2 separate regions of the Cricetulus griseus genome follow, and region 2 is linked to region 1. Evidence: chromatin contacts called from public Hi-C data. All regions are on one chromosome and are shown on one strand. Each heading gives the region's core, a stretch centred on a gene start, on an enhancer-like site or on the middle of the called end of the contact. The rest is flanking DNA. Distances are from core to core; before and after follow the strand shown. Region 1 overlaps Tgfbr2 (TGF-beta receptor type-2). Region 2 holds the start of Tgfbr2 (TGF-beta receptor type-2).

Evidence for each region. A called contact is a pair of places that touch in the nucleus more often than the background predicts.
Region 2: a contact with region 1 is called in a Hi-C map of liver, with 2.7 times the contacts expected there. The contact joins the promoter of Tgfbr2 here to the enhancer-like site in region 1. A contact is called at or near these places in 2 of 8 Hi-C or Micro-C datasets (the CHO-K1 cell line and liver).

Annotation. Positions count from the first base shown.
Region 1 is chr4:223,171,787-223,176,006 of CriGri-PICRH-1.0, reverse strand. The region is part of intron 6 of Tgfbr2 (TGF-beta receptor type-2); the gene reads left to right. Among named protein-coding and RNA genes, the nearest start is that of Tgfbr2, 86 kb to the left of the region's middle. Within about 2 kb of position 1,671, at least 1 of the 6 cell types and tissues checked has open chromatin away from gene starts, as enhancers often do.
Region 2 is chr4:223,257,611-223,262,251 of CriGri-PICRH-1.0, reverse strand. Tgfbr2 (TGF-beta receptor type-2) reads left to right here and starts at 2,245. Exons shown (of 8, transcript XM_027415317.2): 1 at 2,245-2,730. The coding sequence starts at 2,637.

The DNA.
Region 1 (4,220 bases), core at 422-2,921:
TCACTCACTGTACTGAGTGACATAAACAGCCACGAAGTATAGCTGGAGATGCCTAACTGGGATTCATTTCTCCTATAACTCATTTCTGATGCCTTTTGCTGAAGCCTCTGTCCACTGAACTGAGGGCAACCACCTGACCCTCTGTTAAAAAGTAGATTGGGAAGTGCTCACGTACAACCAATAAGGTAATGGCTTTAAATCCCTTTAATCTCACAGAAGCCACCTTTGTGGAAGAGCCCAGGGGCACAGCCATGAGAGGAGATTGGGTTTTCTAGACACCTTCCTTTCGTGACTTCATGGGTTTAAACATGTACATTTTCTGAAACATTTTAAACACCAATATGAAAAATAAGTAGGTGGGTTGAGTCAATATGGGCTTAGCTGTGACACTTACTGAGGGGGATGGATTACAGTCTTCTAGGCTGGAGATATGGAGAGCCAAAGAGGTCCAGGCCACAGTAAGTATGCTGTCAATCATCCACACTGCTCTGTTCCTAGGACTATTTTATGGTACAGGGTATAAGTAAGATTTCCCTAGGAAGTCCATCAGCGCCCACGCACCAAGCACAAGACTCCCTGCCTGCTAACCTTTTCCCTCGGGTCTGACCCCTAACCTTGTTTCTCAGAGTTCATAGTTTTACTCGGGGCTCTGCCTTCTCATTCAGAGTCAAGGTGGACACCTGCCAAAACTTGAAGCAAATTTAGAAACTCCCTGCAGGAGGGACTGGCCTTCCACGTACTGCTCATGTCCCCAGGTCCCCATGCAGGCTCAGAGAACAGCAGATAGGATGGCCTGAGTAGCCACAAAAGTAGCAACCAACCCCTCTGCTTTGTGCCCAAAGCAGATACTAGATACATGGGCTGAGTGGCAAGTGTCCACACAGCTAGACGTGAGTCATCTGAGCACACTTGTGGACACAAGAGAAGAAAGTAAGGTCAGGGCTTAGGGTGTTCAAAATGAGGGGAGAGACCCCAGGAAGAACCAACAAAACCCATTGTAAGAAAAAAGTCTAGCATGTGTTGTTAGCTGCTATGGGAGCACATATTGTGCAAATGTGGCATTTTCAGGGGTGAAAGAAAAAGTCAGTTTGAAATGTGTGCACAAGGATACAAGATGGCTCAGAAAGTGGAGGCACCAGCTACCAAGCCTGAGCTCTTGAGTTCGAGTCCCAGGATCCATGTGGTAGAAGGAGAGAATGAGCAACTCCCAAAGAAGTTGTCCTCTAACCCCTGACCTCTGACCTCCAGAAGTGTACGATGGCTTGTACTCAAATGCATAAATAAGTCAATGTAAATATGTATGAATTTCAAATCTTGCCCCCACCCTAACCTGAGTTATTATTGACTGGTGATTGATTTTTTTGAGATGGGGGATGGGCCGTCTCACTTCTAGCCCAGACTGACTGTCAAGCCTTAGCTGGCTTCAGATTTATAGCATCCGTCTGCCTCAGCCTCCACAGAGCTGAGGTGACAGGTATGTACCACTGTACCCTCTTGAAAGGTCACTCTCAAGGGACAGGCACCTACCAGTTTGGGTCACGTGATGTTCTTTGACCATACCTTGTTTTTCCATTTTAAAGTCAGAAGGCAGCGAAGCTCTCAGATCCTCCCTGTGTGGCACAGTTAGTCTCTGCCAGCATCTTGCTGACCCTTGACCTCCCTTCCCCAGTGTACCCAAAGAGAGGAAGTAGGCCTTCAGGGCACAGGAAGTTCCCAAGGTCTCAGGAAAACAGGGGAACTTGGTTAAGCTTCCCCTTGCTTTGGGAAAACAATTTATGCCTCACCTCCTTTTCCACTGAGGCTTCCTGTACCTCATCTCCACAGCCACCTTCTCCCATGCTCCATGGAAGCTCGTGTGGCCCACATGGGACTTAAACATGAAAATAACTGCCGTGATTGACAGCTGTGGCCTAAGCAACTTAAAAAAGGAAAAGGTTTATGTGGGCTCATAGCTTGAGGGTACACTCCATCATGGATACAGGAACACGAGGTCTCTCGCTGATGGTCATGTTCTGTGTCCATTATCCCAAAGCAGGGAAGGAATGTATGTATTCAACTCTAGTTCTCCTTTTGCCTTTTTATTTCATTTAGAATTGGAGCCCAGTGGATGGTATTGCACACACTCAGAGCAGGGGCCTCTCCTCCCTGAACCTCAGGGACACCCCCAGCAGTGCAACTCCCAGGTCATTCCAGTGAAGATGAGCTGTCCCAAGTGATTTCAGGGGTTAGAAGTCAGAGTGGAACAAACTAGCCCTAGTTAACGATTTAACCATAGAAGTGTTTTCTTTCCTCTTTGGGCCTGTCAGCCAGGAGGTAGTCTTTGGGCCGGAGTCTCTTCCTGCTATTTTCCTCTCATTGTTGCAATGCTCTGCCTGTCATTTCTGAGCATGGGCATGAGAATTGTGGCCCCTGGAGCACTGAAGTGTTCCCTGGGAGGAGAAAGCAAGGAAGCCTTCTGGAAAGGCACAGGTCCTTCATCAGACACCCATAATGCTGCATGGTTCTGAGCCATCTTCTCAAGGAAGGGCTTTGTGAGCGCCCTCATGGTGGAGTGGCAGTCACCTTCAGATGGGCAGCTGAGCAGACAGAAACCAAAAGAGAAAGAGGGAACCTCTTCGTGGGCTGCTGGCTTGGACCAGCGTTGCCAGAAGTAGATCCTGATGTGAAAATTTGGGGGGCATTGTTTATTGAGGAGCAGGTCTCATGGGGAAGGAGCCATGCTGTGGTTACTACATGATTTAGAGAGCCTGGCCTCAGCTGTGGCTCACAGATGCTCTTAGAGTGGCTTACAGAGGCATGAAGATTGGGAATCAACACACACGTCCCCCTGTGGCATGGCTATCACTGGCAGGTGTCATGTCCAGGCATCTCCAGGCTGAGGTATTTCCATCTGGCAGTACAATTCTTCAGAGAAGGAGGGAGGAGTGAGACCCGTGGGCAATACCTGAACTGCTCGAGATTCTTGGCTTGGTAAAGGGTGTCTAGTTATGCAAGAAACACGACTGCAACAGCAGCCAAAGAGCTAGAAACAGAGAGTCTGTGGCCCAATACAGTATCTAATGAGCATTTCATATCTTAGGCAAATCCCATGCGCCTTGTCCTTTCTTTCTTGGAATAGCGCAATAAGGACTTGTGCTGTCTGGTGGGATTGAGCAGAGAGGAAGGGAAGATGATCCAGAGGAGGAAGATGGAGATGAGCTCAGTGTCTCATCCGGGGCTGGCGCTGACCTCCCAGCTTCAGCTTTTGCTTGAAATCATCCCCCTTTGTATTTACTGCATGCCTACTGTGTATAAAGCAAAATGGAAAGCACCAAGTAGAGGAAGACATAAAATTCCACCCCAGTCTTGAGCCTGAGGATCAGCAGTCTGATGGAGGATAGAGAATGGGAGAAAGAAGGGGTGTATGAACCCCAGAAGTCAGATCTTAGAACGTACCCTAAGACTCGTGTAGATGAATTCTTGGGATGGTTGAAGTCCAAGGGGGACAGAGGAGGTTTTGTTCATTTCAATGTCATAAATGCAATTGCATTCTAAAATATGATAAGAGGGTTTTTTTTTTTTTTTTTTTTTTTTTTTTTTTTTTTTGGTATTTGAGACAGGGTTTCTCTGTGTAGCTTTGGAGCCTATCCTGGAACTCGCTCTGGAGACCAGGCTGGCCTCGAACACTCAGAGATCCGCCTGCCTCTGCCTCCTGAGTGCTGGGATTAAAGGCATGCGCCACCAACGCTCGACTACAAAATTACCCTGGGGGGACTGATAACAAAGAAGGAGAACATGAAGTTACGAAGAGAGAGGGTCACCAGGGAGAGTTGGAGGTGCTAGTGGATGGATGTGATTAAAATACCATGTATGAATGTATGAAAATGTCAAAGAATATTATTTTTGAAAATCAGTCAGCAAATAAAATGATAAAATAAGATCCTGACAACTTTTCTACTGGGGTGAGGCTGTAAAAGATAAGTGCACTTCTGGGAAAATGAAAGAGAAAAATAAAACAAACTATGCCTCTTTAAAATTCCATTTTACCATGAAAGCATCTTCAATTCTTAGCATAGAAGGCAAATTACTGAAATTTTTGCTCATTAAAGAAAATTATCTTGAAGCTAAAGGCCAAAGATCCTGCATATTTTAGGGGAAAATATGGAATGTAGCCCAGCCTTCTCCTTCAATGCCTCCCTCTCTCCCTCCCTTCCTCCCCCCTCACACACACACAGACTTTC
Region 2 (4,641 bases), core at 996-3,495, 86 kb before region 1:
TCTGTTCTGGGTGAACCTGGTAGAGTTCACTGTATGAGCAGACAGTGTCCCTAAAATCTTCTGTCCTGGTTGGCTGGTTGTTGTCAACCCAAGCAAGAGTTATCTGAGAAGAGGGGACCACAGTTGAGAAAATGCCTCCATCAGATTGGCCTGTAGGCCAATTAGTGTTTAATGGGGAGGGCCCAGCTCACTGTGGGTGGGAGCACCTCTGGGCAGGAGGTCCTGGGTTATATAAGAAAGCAGGCTGAGTAAGCCTCAGGGAAGAAGCTGTAAAGTAGCACTTCTCCATGGCTCCTGCTTCAGCTCTTGCCTCCAGGGACCTGACTTAGTTCCTGCCTTGACTTCCATGGACGATGGGCTACAGGCTAGAAGATGAAATAAACCCTTTTCTTTTCTAGTTGCTCTCAGCCATGGTGTTGTATCTCGGTAACAAAAACACTAATCCAGACAATGGGCTATTCAGAATCCCATCTTTGAGAGCTGGAAGTAGGTTGAGCATGAACTTCTTTATCCAATCAGATATCTGACAGAGTGGAGATTCTATTAATAAACTGCAAAAGAGGGCCCAGTTCAGTCCTTAAAGGGATCATCACCACACAAGCTGAGAGCCACCTCTAGCACCTGCATAGAAAGCCCGGTGCTGGGGCAGGGGAGGGCTCAGTGTGGAAAGTGCTTGCTGCACAATCATGAGGACAACTGATTAGGTCGCAGCACCCACATAAAAAGCCTGGCATTGCCTTGCATGTGTCCCTGACCCCAGTTTTGTGAAGTCGAGACAGGAGGATCGGATAGCTTTAGGCTCAGTGAGAGGCCTTGTCTGGAGTAACTAAGGTGGAGAGTGACAGAGCTGGACACCTGACACCCCTGGCCTCCAGTGTGTGCCTATGTGCTCCTCACTCGTCCACGTACACTACATACATATATGCGCATTCGCACAGATATACATAGAAAAAAAAAAACGTGGTAGAGATGCTTTTGAAACCCTGGTGCTGGGGAAGCAAAGATAAGAGAATGGGTGTCTGGGCTTGCTAGCCAGTCAGTCTAGCCAATCTCCCATCTTCAGGATCAGTGGGAGACTCATATAGGCCAATGGGCTGGAAGAGATAGATCAGCGATTAAGAGCACTTGTTCCTATAGAGACCCGGATTCAGGTCCCAGCTCCTGGACATAGTGGCGCACAGCCTTTGGTGACTCTAGTTCCTGGAGATCTGATATCCTCTTATAACCTCTTTTGCAACAGGCCCACGCACGGTTATGCAGAAGTGAAGGCAAAATGCTCGCACATAAAATAAACCTTTAGATATAAACCAGGGGATTGAAACAGACACCGGATGTGGACCTCTGGCCTCCACGTACCCACACATGTACACACACAAGGCACACGCAGGGCAAAGCAGGGATTGTCTCTGGAAAACGTGGTCACCCCAGGAAGAAGGGAAATTTGAGGGGGTATACTGCCTTCCCACTGACAGCCTTTCTACATTCTTCAGTCAGGTATTTTCTTGCCTCAGCCGAATTATGGAAGAGCGATCACTGGAAAGCAGGAAGCAGACCCTACCACCAAAGACACTTTTATTCCTAGGTTCAGGCCTTACAGGCAACGTCCTGAAAACATCCCCACCGCGATCACATGGGTGACTATTTGGCTTCACCCAGCAGACCACGCCCAGGAAATGGTTCTTCCAATGGGAGGCTCTACCCAGGTGCTCATTAAAAATGCAGACACTCCCGGCCCAGACCTACAGAACCAGAACCTGCATTTTAGCTGAATTCACAACCCAAAGTGATTAATAACGCATATAAAAGTCTGAGACTAACCCCTGGATTATTGTCTCACAGTAAGAAAACAGTCCTTTACAACGTGATCGTGCATGCATGTACATAAAACTGAAACCAAACTCTCGTGAAGCAGTGCTTACCGTTATTTTTATGAGGGAAAACAATGTGTTGGGGACTCCGGAGCTACATTTCCGAGCCCCCTCCTTGTTCTCAGAGAAATTATAAAGGCCCTGGGAGCAATGCCTAGAAGGTGTGGGGAGTGCTTGGTGGGTTATCAAGAAAAGTGGTATAAGTACTTTCTAGCTTGCTCTGGGAAACGTGCGCTTAGTCACTTCTGAGTTTGAACTTGGAGCCTGGACCTGGGAGGCGGGGGTGCGTGGGAGGGCTGCGAGGGGGGCAGTTGAAAGTTTGCAGAGTCCTGGAAGGGGCCTTGATTGGCGGTAGGAGGAAGGCAAGGGCTGGAAGCTGGAGAGGGCTGGGGCTGGAAGGCTCTCGGGCGGCGAGAGGTCCTGCCCAGCTGTTGGCGAGGAGTTTCCTGTTTCCCTCCCGGCGCCCGGGTAAAGTTGATGAGTGAGTCACTCGCGCGCACCGACCGACGACACCCCCCGCGCGCGCACACGCTCGCCTGGGGGACGGAGCCCCAGCCTCCTGCGCAGCTCTCCTCGGCCGCCGGGGGCCTCCTGCGGGCCTCCAAACTCCCGGGATCGCCGGCCACATCTGGCCCGCACCTCTGCCCGGCGCGCTCGGGGCGGCCCAGGCACCCAGAGAGGACGAAGAGTCAAGGCGCAGCCCGGGGTCCCTGAGGCTCGGTTCGCGGCGCCCCAGGGGCCGGTCTATGACGAGCGACAGGGGCTACCATGGGTTGGGGGCTGCTCCGGGGCCTGTGGCCGCTGCACATCGTCCTGTGGACGCGCATCGCCAGCACGATCCCGCCGCACGTTCCCAAGTCGGGTGAGTGAGTGGCCGGGGCGCGACGCTGGGAGTCCACTAGGGCTCCTCGGTCCTCCTCCGACCCCCAGGGCAGCGATTGACAGTCGGCCGCGGGTCCCGGCGAGAGGGCGGAAACGGGAAGTTTGTAGCGGCCCGAGTCGTCCCAGGCCGGCTGAGATCGCAGAAGATCTCTCGCAAAAGAGGACAGTTCACTTGCGGGAGACTTGGGGACGCTCCTGACCCCTTTGTGCGCGCACGAAAGGTTAGGGAGGCAGCGAGGGCCTGCACCCCCGGAAAGGGAAGTTTGAGAACTTGGGGCTTGGAGGAGTCGCGGCAGGGGACTGGGCGCCCAGCTGTTGCACACCTGGGCCGAGTACTGCCCTAGATACCCCGACTGAACCAGACTCTCAGTCCTCAGTTCTACCACCTTGGGAGGGATTCTGGGCCCCAACTCACTGGAAACAAGTTTGAGAAAAGAACTGATCTCTGAGGGCTGTCATCTATCCCCCTGGCCTGCGGGGATGGGGACTCAATGAGGGTGGTCAGTTTGATGGCTTAGAGTAATTTAACGCGTGCCTATTAAGTGCTGCACCCCAGGGTTAAAGATCTCAGCAGTTGTCATTCGGTGGAAACACCTAACCCAGGATGCCCACCAGGTCCCATCTCAGGGGCAGCAGTCAAGAAAGAGAAGCAGGAATCAGGACTCCTTCCTAAGGACTTGCCTGGGAAGTGCAGAATCTCTGAAGTTTTAACTCAGAAGTTAAAATTGTTGCAGCTATTTGTAGTCAGGGCCACTGTTTGGGCAAGTCACATGACTCTGGGCCTCAGTTTACCCCTTTGTACATCTCCGTGGTTCAGTTTGTGTAAGTCTGGCACTCTTTCCATCATTGGCTTCCCGTGCTCTTCTCTGGTGATTTCGGGACTAGGAGATGTCCAGGGTCGTTTTTGGGTGAGGGAGCTCTTTAAGGATGTTAGCAGTGGAGCATTTCACAAGGGGCGAACCACACAAAGCAAAACAGCGAAACTCCCATCAGGGTTTTAGTTCTACAGTTTCTTAAAGTCTGCTTCAATTTTGCTCTCTCTGATAAGCTGCAGCTCCAGAAAGTTAAACCGTCTCTGATGTTACCCCAGCCTTGACTGGAGACTTGGCTCCATGGAAAAGGACATTGGAATGCAAGCTTGAGGACCTAAGTTCAAATCCCCATATCCATATACAAAGTTGGGTGTGGTTCCTTGTCAACCCGGTGGTAGTGGAAGGAGACTGGAGGCCCTTTAGAAATTGATGGATGCCAACCTGGCTGTAGGTTGGGTGAGAGACCTTGACTCAAGGGAACCATGTGGAGATTGATAAAGCAGAACACCTCATATCCTCCTTTGCCTCCCCACACACATATACCCTCCCCCCAACACACATAAACAAGAAAAATGTTTTAAAAAGAGATGAAAAGAAAACCCATTGGATTCAGCTGATGACATCACACATGATACCCATCCTTTTCTGTATACATAAAACATTTGCTTTTAGACAGGGAAGGAACAAAACTCAGGAGGCCCAATTTAGGTTTTGTTTACAAGATTAAGATTTGTGATTTTCAAATTCCGGGCTCTGTTGCTCATGAGTCATTTATACACACAGTTTTAAACAATTAGCTGATGGGCCTGGTGGGTCTTTTTAATTTGGGCTTTAGATAGTTTTATAAAACTGGGGCTTTTCACATTTCTGTGGAATTGCCTTTCCAGAGCCTTTGGACAATTTATTTTGAGTTGAACCCACGTGGTCAAAGTTCTCAAAGATGGTTTAGAGTTGGAAGAAGCTCCCGGGGAGAGGCTACATGGAATTCCACTTGCCTTTTTTCCACAGGAGGGAAGAGTGGCAGGGTATCTCTGACATGAGTGGTAAACTGTGAGAACAGTTTCCAAGATAACACAGTG